Regions from separate parts of the Mus musculus genome. Here all the other regions are linked to region 2. Evidence: chromatin contacts called from public ChIA-PET and HiChIP or PLAC-seq data. All regions are on one chromosome and are shown on one strand. Each heading gives the region's core, a stretch centred on a gene start, on an enhancer-like site or on the middle of the called end of the contact. The rest is flanking DNA. Distances are from core to core; before and after follow the strand shown. Region 1 overlaps Frmd4b (FERM domain containing 4B). Region 2 overlaps Frmd4b (FERM domain containing 4B). Region 3 overlaps Frmd4b (FERM domain containing 4B).

Region 1 (4,058 bases), core at 757-3,256, 95 kb after region 2:
GGTCATCTGCGGCGACACCTGGGAACAGCACCATGCCAGGCCTGGTTGTCTGACATGCATGCCCATGTGCCCCCATGCAAGTTGTAACAGGAAAGAGGCCAACCCCTCAGCCCTGGGTGGAGACATGGCCACAGAAGAAACTTTGGTGAGATGATGTCATTTTAGATATCCAGTTTTTACATGACACATTTTTTAAATACCCAGAACCTATCCTAACCCATCTAAACCTATTTGCAAAATAGCCAACATATTTAACTGATTACATGTGAGGTGTGACATTTTTACATACATATGGCTATGACATCACACCTGAAGAAGAATAGTTTTCAGACTCTGAGAATGTTCTGTTGGGATCTCTTATAAAAGTATTTTTACCACAACTGATACTGTTGAGTACACAGGACCGCTTTAGTCTGGGATAGTTAAGTCTCTCTAGCAGGTAACAGGTAACGTTTGTATCTAGAAAAGTACCTGAGCAACCATGTTGATTCTAAAAAGTATTATCTATGTGAAAGAATCGGAATTCTGATACTTACTATTATGGAGCAAAAGCATCTTCATTTACATATCCTACCTCTCAAAACCCAGAAAGAACACAAAATATTGCCCCCTAACTCAGCGTTTCTCAGCCCCAGCTGGATCACTAGCTTTTTTGAAGTATGGAACTCTCCTGAGCATAGAAGTACAGGGCACAGTGTCTGCACTTTGTCCTGGCAGCATCCTCTCTTCCCATGTGATCACCAGCCAAGTCCCCTCCCACCACCAGATAGCCTGGAAGTGGGGTGAGGTGGGGAATAGTTCAGTTGCCCTGAGCTGCAAACCACTAGTAATTGTTGAGGGATATGCAGGTCACAGGGCACATATGTAATCCCAGTGCTTGGGAAGCTGAGGCAGGAGGATCAACATGGGTCTAAGACTAGCCTTGGCTGTGAAATCAAGCCCCATTTCAAGGGACTTGGTCCTATTCCACAAAATGGCTGCCATAATTGCCTTCTCTGTTCTTTTTAATCTGAAGTATACATGAATATTACTCTTTCCCTTCCTTTTCTCCTCCTCCTCCTCTTACTCCTCTTCCTTCTCCTCCTCCTCTTCCTGTTAAAAATACAACAAATGTCACTATAGATTCCCCCCTGACCAAAAAAAGAAGAAGAAGAAGAAGAAGAAGAAGTGATGTGCTATGATGCTATGCTGGCATTTTGGATCCTGACTATGGTTGCAGGTGAATCCCAGATCCATCCCTGCTGCCTGGGTGTCTTGTCAGTGGCCCTTCCCTTCTGTGAGCCTTTGTTTTCTCCTGGACGGGATTTAGCTTAAGACGGTGCTTCCATGTCTGGTTGTGGGGAAGGGTCAGTGCACATGGTTTTTGGTACCCCAGAAGGCATTAGCAATATCTTTATTCATCAGATATAACCCTCAGAATAGGTTAGTGCTGCCTGGTTTGCTTTGCTTCACATCATGGGATATGGGGGAATCACCCTCCCCGAGTGACTCATTGTTTGATGTACCTTAGTTGTGATTATCCTGAATTTAGTCATTTCCATTTGAATTTGTAGTTAAATGATTAACCTATAATACAGGAGCCAATGAAAAGTCCCAACTCCTTGTGCTATCTTTTCCTATCCCACCTTACTCTCAGACCTGGGTGATATGTAGTTGCAGTTTGTCATGATGTAAAAGAGAACTGGGTCCTTTCTGTCCAAAGTGCTCCCTATGAGGGGGGAGGGGGTCTTATGATCCTCCAGCAAACCCCTTGCCCTATGCAGCAGGTTCTCCAACATTCCTCTGCTTGTCAGGGCACATCATTTTTTTTCCTGGCTACTCCAGACAGAAGGGAGCTTGTTGCCCAGTCTATCTGTGGGACAGGCTGATGCCCCACCCTTCTGTTTTTCTATTCCTCTGTGACTGCCAGGTATGGAACAGAGGAACCGATTTCCTCCCTATAGGCTATGTCAGGAAACCACCCATGAGACCCACACTCCCTGCCCAGGATGCACCAGGAAACCACCCAAGAGATCCATGCTCCTAGTCCAGTGTGGTCATAGAAATTGAGAACTGGAGGCCTGGTGGATGACACAGCTATGTCAACAGAATAACTGAGCTGTTTCCTCCGTGGAAAGAAGATGTGGAGGCAGATAGCTACGGCTAGCTTTGTTTCTGCTCTTAAGTGGCTGCTGCCCATTTAGTAACAATTAGCTAAGTGTTCAGCAAGCCCTTCCTTCACAACACATTAGCTCAACCACTCACTGATGGATATGTTGAGCCAGGCTCTGGGCCAAGTACCCTACAAACATAAACTTGTATTTGGAGAACCTTTGGAGGCAGGCATCATTGGGCCGTTTAACAAAAGAGGAAACTGAGGCTTAGGAAAGCTAAGCACAGCTCTTGAGTAGTGGATTCGATTGTAAGCCCAGACCCTCAGGGCAGTCCTGTGTGTGCATGCCATGAGGGATGGGACCTGCTCACAGCTCAGCAACAATCACAGGACATTGCCCATAGGAGGTATTAAAAAATACTGTTGAAGCTGGGCGTGGTGGCGCACGCCTATAATCCCAGCACTCGGGGGGGGGGGGGGGCAGAGGCAGGCGGATTTCTGAGTTCGAGGCCAGCGGATTTCTGAGTTCGAGGCCAGCCTGGTCTACAAAGTGAGTTCCAGGGCAGCCAGGGCTACACAGAGAAACCCTGTCTCAATATATATATATAAAGTTGAGACAGGCTCAGTAGTGCATGTGTTTAATCCCAGCACTTGGTGGTAGAGGCAGGTAAATCTCTACGTTCAAGGCCAGCCTGGTGTGGTATACATCAGACCTATTTTCTAAAAGTCCCTCAGGGCTCCCACCCCTTCAAACTATCAGACTGTTTTGTTTTGCTTTAAGGTTTTATTTATTTATGTTTGTGTGTGAGTTTTTGCTTGCATGCGTGTCTGTGTTCCACATGTGTGCCTGGTGCCTATGGAGGTCAAAAGAGGTCAAACAACCTGGAACTAGTGTTACAGCTGTGAGCTGCCCTCTGGGTGCCGGCAATGAACTCCTCAGGTCCTCTGGAAGAACAGGCAATGCTGATTCACCTTGCCAGCCCCAAGTTCAGGTGGAGATATGGCAGAGGTGACCTCGGCTAGAATAATGGTTGATATCTACAAAATGCCTTAAATATTTAAGACACTCCTTTCTTTGAATGATGTGTCATAATGTAGCAAATATTTTTTTCCCTAAAGTCTTCAGATGCCTTTGTGTCTGAACAGGAAGAAGACTTCATGTGCATACGATATTTTTACACACGAGTTTATTTTCTAACAGTATTTGACGCTACCTACCATGGTCCCCTACCTCGGCGTTTAAATCCTGGACTCTTCCTCGTTTGAAGACAGAGGATGAGTGACTTTGAGATATGTCTTCCTGTTGTGATTTCTGGAAGATATCTTCCGTGACTCCCCCTCCTTCCATGTTTTATCCATTCCTTTACTTTTGTGATATCAGAGTAACCCAAGACACCGCCCGCTCGCCTGTATCTGCTTGCTTCTGTTGATTCCAAAGAGACAAGTAATCATTGCAAACGAGTCCAGAATAGAGAGACATTGGGGAGGCTTTGTCGACAGTCTTCCTTTCACACTTCCGCTCTTTCCCTTTTACAGCTAGCAGCATCAGGGAAACAGCAGATTCTCCACTGCATGGCTTCCACTAAGAGCACGTTGACAATGAACACTCACTCCAGCCAGCTTTAGAAAAACATGTCCTTTCCATATTCTGAACGCTATTGAAAACGAATCCCGTCCGTTGTCTTCCTCTTTCTTTAAAGTCTTCAGGATTAGCATTTTAAGTTGGGCAATTTTGTTTTTTCTGTTTGTGGTAGGAAGATTGCAAGTAGGTTTGTATACACGCATGCACACAAATGCTTTGCTGTTTTAACTCAAACGACACATACAATGCCTGACAAGTTACTACATCCAAGATGTGGTAAATCTGTAGTGTAAAGCTGCTTCCATTTTGCCTCCTTTTAAGCCCGAATCTTCTCCTCACATTCGGAATCCCATTGGCACCTTCGACATTTCTCAGAGATGAAGA
Region 2 (4,521 bases), core at 676-3,175:
GTTCTCGCAGGGGTCAAGAGAACTGGTTGCAGCTGGACCACAGAGTTCTGGAACATGATTTACCTAAGAAGCCCGGCCCAACTCTTCTGCACTTCGCTGTCAGGTACGCGTGAGTGCATCCAGCCTTCGCCGCCTTTCTTGCTTATTTTTATTTCTCAAGGTGTCTAGAAATCAGAGATAGTGAGTAAGAAGAGAAAAGACCCTATGAGAACATTACCATGAGAAAGAGATTGCCTACTGTCTTGGTTTAGGTTACCATAAAGATTATGTAGAGTTGTTTTCTTTGAAGATAAAGGAGAGAAGCATCCAGCTTTATTCCTCAAAGACTCTTAGAGTAAATGGAAGGCTGAGGAACCTGAGAGATTTATTTTAATGTTAAGCCTGGGGTCTTTTGTTGTGTTTTGTTTTTTCCTAATTCAATAAGCTATTAGGATTCTTCAAATCTGAAATCTGGCAAACACTTACCATTCTACTTAATGCTGGGAATAATGCGTGCTGGGGATGTTGAAACAACTAAGTTTCATGTAATTCCATGTCTTAATTGAAATCGAAGATACAATGCAAAACAACTGCACAAGGAAAGAATTATCCCAACCGCTCAAAGATCCAAATCGTCTCCTGCGGAGATGGACAAGGAGAACTCTACTGACCCGTGCCATGTCCTGTGAGCTCTGTTTGGGAAAGCCCCTCAGCAAAGTCCTAAGACCCATGCCTTTAACTAAATCAGGGATTTTCTCAGAGCTGGCCCACCAGGCAGGTATATAAACATTAATTATTACCAACCTAAGAGAAGTAGAATATTTAAAGACTAATCAACCCTCTTGCCCTCTCCATAGCTTAAGATACAAAACACTGCCAATGGAGACCACGGTTCCCGTTCTTATAGCCTGCCCCCACTTTAAACCCGATAGACAGTTTTACCACAACTTTGTATTGCTGGTAGATTGTTTATAAACCAAAGTTATTTTCATAAAGCTGATTCAGATGCCTTCACCGGGAAAGGCTCTTGCAACCAAGCCCGGCTGCCTGAACTTGATCCCTGGCTCACTTGTAATCCCAGCCCCAGTGAAGTCAAAACAGGTGGATCCCTGAGGCTTGCTGGCCAGCCAGCATAGACTGCTTAGTGAGAGCCCTTAGTAGTGAGGGACTCTGGGTGCAGGGTTTACACACACACACACACACACACACACACACACACACACACACATACAGACACACACACACACACGCACACACTGTATAGCAGTGAAACAAGAAAACAAACTCCAACAGTTGTCCTCTCTCCTCCACAGGCATGCACCCATACACGTAAACATGCGCACCCAGAAGAAATAAGTGTAAAACCATTTAAAACTAATTCAACATGAAGCATAGTCTAAGATCATGGGGAATTTTAATGACAATACATCTCATTTTATACTATGATGTTGGAAACCCCACCCCAACCCCTCTACTCCCTCCCTTCGCCTCCTCTTTTCCCTCTTTCTTCCTTCTTTTCCTTACTCCTCCTCCTCCTTCCCCTCCCCCTTCTTTCCCTCCTCCTTCCTATAATGTTCAGACAAAGAAAGTCATGGTGAATGTTTACAAATATCCAAATGTTTCCATTATTATTAACGCTCAAGAAGGAGGGTACCCAAAGTGACTTATATAGGTCTAAATCATAGCTGAAAGGTGTCCAAGGATCCTAAGGAAAACCTGTAGTACTGAAAGGGTGTGGTGTAAGGCACATGTGCCCAGAAGTGAGTGAAGGAGGGCCCCACCAGAAGCAAGGAGAACAATGCCCTTACCCTAACTCTAGGGTTAGGGTTAGGGTTAGGGTTAGGGTTAGGGTTAAGGCTAGGGCTAGGGCTAGGCTAGGGCTAGGGCTAGGCTAGGCTAGGGCTAGGGCTAGGGCTAGGGCTAGGGCTAGGGCTAGGCTAGGGCTAGGGCTAGGGCTAGGCTAGGGATAGGGATAGGGCTAGGCTAGGGCTAGGGCTAGGCTAGGGCTAGGATAGGGATAGGGATAGGGCTAGGCTAGGGCTAGGGCTAGGCTAGGGCTAGGGCTAGGCTAGGGATAGGGATAGGGCTAGGCTAGGGCTAGGGCTAGGCTAGGGCTAGGGCTAGGTCTAGGCTAGGGCTAGTCAGAAACTGAAGGGAAAGTTGGTGTGAATGAGGTACCTATAAGGAATGAAGTTAACCCTGTGAGTATTTCCAACTCTGAAAACACAGAATGAATGAGAAGTTCCTTTCCACAGGAAGTTCCTTCACCTCTCCTTTCCCACCTTGTGGGATAACTGGGTGGGTTTTTTACTGACTTACTGTTTGTATCTTACGAAGGATGGGGAGAATATCTGTTTCTTTGCTTGTGCATACTTCAGCTGGCCAGCCTCCTGCAAACACATGGGCTGCCCCTGGCTATGCTAAACTCTGGACACAGTCAACATCCTTCCACACTAATCTTTGTGGACACTCACCACGTTTTTGCTGTGTCACAGTACAGCCAAAGGAATGTGTCTTTGGAGAATCTTAACAAATACCATTTATTTAGTGACCACATTTGTGTGCCTGTTCTGCAGACAGCTGCTGAGGTCTAGCGTGTGCCTGAAAATTCCAGAGAGCAAACCCTGCCTCCCCTTCCTGACAGCCCCTCACAAGGCCTTGCTATCTTTTGCAGCAGGTTCCTGGAATTCCACAGCACTTGGCGGTGGCTTGTTCCTGGGACTTTGGCCCCTACTTAGCAGTTATCTCAAATGTCCTGTAGCTGCTTGGTGTTAACTTTCTCTTCTCTGCTAGCATAATTGAAACCCTTATCAAGGCTTTAATGATTCACTTAACTCATCCTCCAAACAAGACAGTGACATCATCATAGCCTTTATTCTTCAAAGCAGGCAGTTGTTACTCCTGTTAAAGAAATGATCGTGCTGAAGCCCACAAGGTAGAACTCTCTGCATCCTGAATGGGCTTCACTGAGGTCACAGAATGGAGGCTCACAGTCCAGGGACAGCTAGTGAATGGCTTTTGTCACAGTTGTTTGTCACAGTTGTTTGTCGGAGGTTCTCACACCACAATTAGAGAACACAGAATTGTTGGTGACATTTCCATCTGAAGAAAGAACCTGTCAGGTTGCTTGTTTTGACTAGAAAATGTAACCAGGGAACTCAAACTAGAATTTTTAGATTTTTTTTAACTAAAAAAAAAAAAGAAAGAAAGAAAGAAAGAAAGAAAGAAGGAAAACTTTAATATTAGGCTTACTTGTAATTCCAGACCCAGTGACGTTAATCTGGTGGATCCCTGAGGCTTGCGGGCCAGCCAGCATAGATTGCTTAGTGAGAGTACTTGGTAGTGAGCAACTCTGGGTGCAGGGGTCAGGAATATTACACACAGACACACACACACATAAATGCAACCAAAGATAGTATTTGGTTGTTTTGATCTTTGAATACTATAAAGGCATCTAAATTGCCAGGGGTCCCTCATGAGTGAACAGCAGGTGATAGGCTGGGAGAACACTGGGGGCCATAACGCATGGACATCTAGTAATGTGCTAGAAATACAGAGCACAGGAATATCAATAACATACTGGGATACAGAACACAGGGGTCTTTCATTCATGGTCATCAGTATAATGTGCTAGGGCATATTAGAGCATAGAAGCCCTTCATACAGGGCTGTGGTGATTTGAATACACTTGGCTCAGGGAGTGGCACTATTAGGAGGTGTAGCCTTGTTGGAGTAGGTGTAGCCATGTTGGAGAAAGTGTATCACTGTGGTCATCGGCTTTGAGACTCTCCTCCTAGATAACTGGGAGACAGTCTGCTCCTAGCTTTTTTTCAGTGAAAATGTAGAACTCTAGGCTCCTCCAGCACCATGTCTGCCTGGATTTTGCCATGCTTCCTGCCATGATAATAATGGACTGCATGTTTGAAAATGTAAGCCAGCCACAATTAAATGTTGTCCTGTATAAGAATTGCCTTGGTCATGGTGTCTCTTCACAGCAATGGAAACCCTAACTAAACCAGAAGTTGGTACCAGGGGCTATTGCTGTGATAAGCCTGACCATACTTTTGTTTGGAAAAATGTGGATTTGGGGGACTTTGGATTTGAAAAGCACTGGAATGCTTTAAGTGGGCCTCAATGGGCCATCCTAGTAGGACTATGGAAGACATTGGTGCGTAGAGTGATTTGAACTAGAGCTAGGCTCAAGAGGTTTCAGAGGAAAAGAATGTTAATATGTAGCCTAAAGACTGTTTTGTGGTATTTTGGTGAAGAATGTGGCTGCTTTTTGCCCTTGTCTGAAGAGTCTGCCTGAGGCTAAGTCTAAGCTGAAGAGAATCATATTAATTACATTGACAACAGAAGTTTCGAAAAAGCTCAGCATAGACTTTGTCCTCTGGCTTACTCTCATGAAGAACATTTTGATCAAGTGTAGCAAGCTTAGAAAGGAAAACTACAAAATGCTTGGTTCAAGTAATCAAGGGACACCAGGAAGCGAAATGGAGAGGAATCCTGTGTTCAAGGAGATAAACAAATTAAGGAAGTAGT
Region 3 (4,445 bases), core at 1,716-4,215, 120 kb after region 2:
AGGGTGTCATCAGCAACTAAAGGAATGTATGAGTTGAAGAAATGCATGAATGCTTAAACTACACAAAAACCTGGGTCCTAGGTGGGAATTTCCAAGCCTGTGGAACAGTCAGAGTGAGCTGTTCCTTTGTGATTCATAAGATTGTTGACAAGAGACATTGCCATGGAGAGTACTGCTTGGGTTCTATTTTATTACTATTTCTGCGACCTGGACTTCCGGGATTATCCCACCTATGACCACATCTAACACAGGAAGAGGTGTCTATCACTGTTTCTTGTGGTTTATGGCTCTGATGTAGAGGACACCTATCCTGCTCAGAGGACCTCCTGAACTTCCTCAAAGCTCAGGGTGAAGCATGGAAGGCTTTCACGGGTCACATCTGGAGAGAGTTCCCCAAGAATGAGAGCAAACAGGGGTCTGGAAATTCTTGTGGATGGCTTTTGGTGCGCACGCAGGGCTGGGGAAACACCCACAGGAAACCAGGTGTGAGTCAAAACCCTTGAGTGTCTTGGCTGTTGGTTTTGTATCTAGGGCAAGGGTGAAAACGGAGTTACTGCTTCCTGGTTCAGACCTGGTATCAGTTCTGCTGACTGCACCACCAAGAGCATTCCTCCTTACCCCATCCCCCACCCCCTTGACGTTTTTTAAATAGGATCTTACAGTGCATCCAGGGTTGACCTCAAACTCATGAGTCCTCTCCCATGCCTGCCCTACCACACCTGGCTAAGAGCATCTTTTAGAAAGAATTAAGTGGATGAAATCAAGGCTCCCGGAAATCCCTTCTGGAATGTTCCTGCCCCTACTTTATAGCTTTGGAGATGTATTTCTACAGGCTCCGATCATTCACACGGAGAGCTACATTTCCTGTTTCTGGTTAGTCAGACTCTGCACCACCTGAAGGCTTCGTCATGACTCAGTTTCAGGAGTGATCATAGCCACCTTTTCTTGGCAGCTCTGTGTCAGGGTGCCCTTTTAATGGGAGCAGCAGGGCTGTAGGGCGAGAGCTGTGTGTTATGATTCTTATTTTACAGTTAAGGTGACTCTCTCTGGTTTAGATAGAGTTTGAATGACTGCCAGTCCCGTAGGCTGGCAGGTGACAAAGTAGGGCTTCCATCCCAGGGCTAACAGTATGACCCCCGCAGGCTTCAGAGCCCTTCCCTCGGTGCTCAGTCTTGGAAACCCTCCGTGAGCATCCTACATCTGTTAGTGTAAATCAAGTGGCATTGTGGCCAAAGACGCATTGTGAAGTTTGTCAGTGGCAAATGCAAGTGGCTTGTGGGTGTGGAAAGAGGTCAGTGGACAGAACGTGAGGAACAGGAAGAACAGTGAGCAGGGCTGTCTGTGAGGCTTAGACACACACAGAGCTGCCGAGTCACCTGTGCAGCCCAGGCATGGGGCAGGACTGGTTCCACAAAGAGAAGAGCAGAAACCCAGTGATAACCAGTGACACCCAGTAACATTCCTTCAATCAGGCTCTGCTTCCAAATTGTACCCTTGTCATCTCCTGGATCCACCCTTCTGCAAAGCTAGCCTCTTCCACCTCCTGCTAGCTTCACCCTCCACTTTTCAGTCAACAATAGAAAACGCCCTGCCTTACCAGTGGCCAGTGTTGCCTTCAGCAGTCAAGTCTTGACAAGTGACCTGGCTGAAGGCTTTTCCTCCACATTCCTCTCGACGGATTCTCAAGTACCATCTGGTCGGATCTGAAGCCCAGGTGGCAAGGTTCTCTCCCTTTGAGAATCCACTCCCTTTTCCTTCTGGGCTACTTCAAAACGGGTGTTCTTGAAAATAATTCTGTCTTCCCTTTGGACTAACTCCTGTTAATAGTAATACTTACCATGTTGCGAGCCTTTATTCTGCACTAGGCTAACTATGTTCATCATAACCTTCAGTCCTGGTGCTGTCACCACAGAAAATGTACTTACCCTCTCCACAATAAGAAAACTGAAGCTTCAAAAGGAGGAGCTATTTGCCCAAGTCACTCAGCCGGCTATTAACCCAGAAAATTGAACTGATTATCAATTCTGGCTCAGATAGGGGTTTCTCGTTCTCAGAGGTAGAACAGAGGCAAGGCCTGGACCCACCCCCTCAGCAGTGGCAAACACAAAACTAAACCCAGGCTTCCATCTCTCTGCTCTGCACATACCGGAGTGTGAAGCAACCTGAACAGATTTAGCTTGGAATAGTTCAACTAACGTTCTCTCTCTTTCTGTTCTCATTTCTAGTGTCTTCCACAAATGCTTCTGGGAACTGGAGGACCCAGTTAACCATTGGGCTATCTGAATATGAAAATCCAGTGCATTCTCCCTACACCAGCTACTATGGCAGCATCTACAATCCCTTGTCCTCTCCGAGCAGGTGAGAAAGTGTTGGCCAGGTTCTCGGAGCCTGGTCCTCTTTGAAGGACGTGTGGCTCCTACACTGCAGCCTGGTGGTGAAGAGGCATAAAGTGGGATTTGGTAAACAAGAGCCTACAGGCCCAACCCAACTACCACCATATTCAGTAAATAGTGTTACACTGGAAAGTGGCTATGCTCATTACTCTACCTGTAAGCTGTGTGTGTGTGTTCACACTCTGAGGACAAAGATAAATGGCTGTGACAAATAAGACATGGCTAGCAAAGCCAAAAATACTTTTGACTTCTAAAGTTTCCTGAGCTCCATGTAGCTCACCCAAATTCAGCTCTATCTCTTACAGCTGTACACTTTAAAGTCATAGTCTCAAAGCCGGGCTGCTCCTTCTGGTCTATTTTAAGGGTGTGCTTAAAACTGTATTGTGGATAATGTCCATTTAAGTCTTTTCTGGGAAAGAGAAAACCTACACACACACACACACACACACACACACAAAACCAATCTCTGTCCTCCAGTCAAGCTCTTTGTATCAAAGTCCAGCTAACAGTTGTTGAGTTGGATTTCGCCACTTGCTGTGTTTTGTGATCACTAAGACACGGTGGACACAGCCAGCTGTCCTGTTTGTCTTCTGATGTAGCTCCTTGTAAACAGCGAAGGGAACACACGGGCACAGTGCTTGACAGTGCGACTTTAAAGAAACGTGACTTCTTCCGATGAGCACGTGACTCCCCTGGCATAGATGCTAGGCAGGTGGATGGAGCAAATGGTCGTCGTATCATCTCGGGCCTGTTAAAAGGAACTCTTCGGAGGAGGAGAAGTTAGCTTCACTCCTTCCTCTTATCTCTGCCGCCCTCACCCAGAGTGCTGTGAAGACACGCATTTTCTGGGTTTTTAAAAACTTGCTCTTGCTGTAGAGACTGCAGTCTGTACAGTGTCTGTGCTATTGAACTGGGCAGGTCGGCAGCACCCCACGGAGGCAGCTGGTGTTCCGAGCTAATTGGAAGTATTCACTCCTCCCGTCCTTGTTTTTCTTCCCCACATTCCATGGCGTTTTTCTTGGCTTGAAATATTAAGCCAATTGTCTCAACCCAACAAAGGGTGTGCTCAAAATAGACTTTTGGTGAAACTGTACTTCACAGGGCGTCAGCGGGCTGGGACTTGTATAAATAATGCTTAAAAATGAGTTTGCAGCAGGATCCAAAATTCATGGCCCCAAGTCTGATCTGAACCCTTTCAACACAGCTAATATATTTGCAGATATTTTCCGTAATTGGACAATGTTTCCCTCCGTTCTGCAGAGTCAGTGCACAAGTGGTTCCGATATCTTTTAACACTGCGTTCATTGAATCCAGGAACTGCTAAACATTCTGAGAAGAAAACTTTTTTTTTTTTTACCAAGTCTGCTTATGTATTTCAGTAAGACCAAGATGACTGAATAGAGGAGCTGTGTCAAAGGGGACATAGTGTGCAGGAAATTGGAAGCTATTTAAAGCTCCATTGTGGTGTGGGTGGGTGTTCACACTCACAGGCCCTCATTGTGGAGAACATAAGGGAAATAATAAAGAACTAGAAAGATAACAATGGAGCTGTAATCTCACCAACCAGAGACAGGAATACTAACATTTGACACATTTCTCCATTTCTCTCTGTCCATTCTAACATGATCATAATGATATAGTAAATACAGTTTTGCATCTTATATTATGTATAAAATTATACATCTCATTCTCAAAATTTTGATATCATATAAATACATTCCTATGTAGTTAAACTTTTTTGGGTGGTTTGGATTTTTTTTTCAAGACGTGGTTTCTCTGTGTAGCCCTGGCTGCCCTGAAACTTAATTTGTAGACCAGGCTGGTCTTGAATTCAGAGATCCACCTGTCTCTGTCTCCTGAGTGCTGGGATTAAAAGCAAGCCCACCGCCTAGCTAAAAGTGTGTTTTGTAAGTTCCTGCTTTTCAGATGAATGACAACATTTATGGCACAGAAATAATAGAAGCACATATTTCAACCTGCCCTATGTAGGATTTAAAAAAAAACAAAACTATGATACAATCTGATTTTTTAATTTAATTCAATTTAATAAAC

What was found. ChIA-PET counts read pairs in DNA pulled down with a chosen protein or histone mark. HiChIP or PLAC-seq counts read pairs in DNA pulled down with a chosen protein or histone mark.
Region 1: a contact with region 2 is called in an HNF4G HiChIP or PLAC-seq map of pancreatic cancer cells. The contact joins two enhancer-like sites. A contact is called at or near these places in 4 of 15 datasets of contacts at CTCF or cohesin (CD8 T cells, embryonic stem cells, liver and 1 more), 19 of 484 Hi-C or Micro-C datasets (the HL-1 cell line, Sertoli cells, Th1 cells and 11 more), 19 of 115 datasets of contacts at active chromatin or transcription factors (CD8 T cells, the SCID.adh cell line, T-cell acute lymphoblastic leukemia and 13 more) and 4 of 9 other capture datasets (adipose tissue, embryonic stem cells, liver and 1 more).
Region 3: a contact with region 2 is called in an H3K27ac ChIA-PET map of liver, with 6 times the contacts expected there. The contact joins two enhancer-like sites. A contact is called at or near these places in 3 of 15 datasets of contacts at CTCF or cohesin (CD8 T cells, the NIH/3T3 cell line and large pre-B cells), 54 of 484 Hi-C or Micro-C datasets (the AML12 cell line, B cells, CD8 T cells and 41 more), 14 of 115 datasets of contacts at active chromatin or transcription factors (the 230-238 cell line, CD8 T cells, the HPC-7 cell line and 11 more) and 4 of 9 other capture datasets (adipose tissue, embryonic stem cells, liver and 1 more).

Annotation. Positions count from the first base shown.
Region 1 is chr6:97,313,594-97,317,651 of GRCm38.p6, reverse strand. All of the region lies in intron 11 of Frmd4b (FERM domain containing 4B), which reads left to right. Among named protein-coding and RNA genes, the nearest start is that of Gm32191, 63 kb to the right of the region's middle. Within about 2 kb of position 2,006, at least 28 of the 459 cell types and tissues checked have an H3K27ac peak or open chromatin away from gene starts, as enhancers often do. A contact at or near this core is called in pancreatic cancer cells, where this site is marked.
Region 2 is chr6:97,408,070-97,412,590 of GRCm38.p6, reverse strand. It overlaps Frmd4b (FERM domain containing 4B), which reads left to right. Exons shown (of 23, transcript NM_001346637.1): 4 at 11-103. Among named protein-coding and RNA genes, the nearest start is that of Frmd4b, 77 kb to the left of the region's middle. Within about 2 kb of position 1,925, at least 61 of the 459 cell types and tissues checked have an H3K27ac peak or open chromatin away from gene starts, as enhancers often do. A contact at or near this core is called in astrocytes, liver, muscle stem cells and 2 more, where this site is marked.
Region 3 is chr6:97,290,276-97,294,720 of GRCm38.p6, reverse strand. Frmd4b (FERM domain containing 4B) reads left to right here. Exons shown (of 23, transcript NM_001346637.1): 22 at 2,226-2,358. Among named protein-coding and RNA genes, the nearest start is that of Gm32191, 40 kb to the right of the region's middle. Within about 2 kb of position 2,965, at least 34 of the 459 cell types and tissues checked have an H3K27ac peak or open chromatin away from gene starts, as enhancers often do. A contact at or near this core is called in astrocytes, liver, muscle stem cells and 1 more, where this site is marked.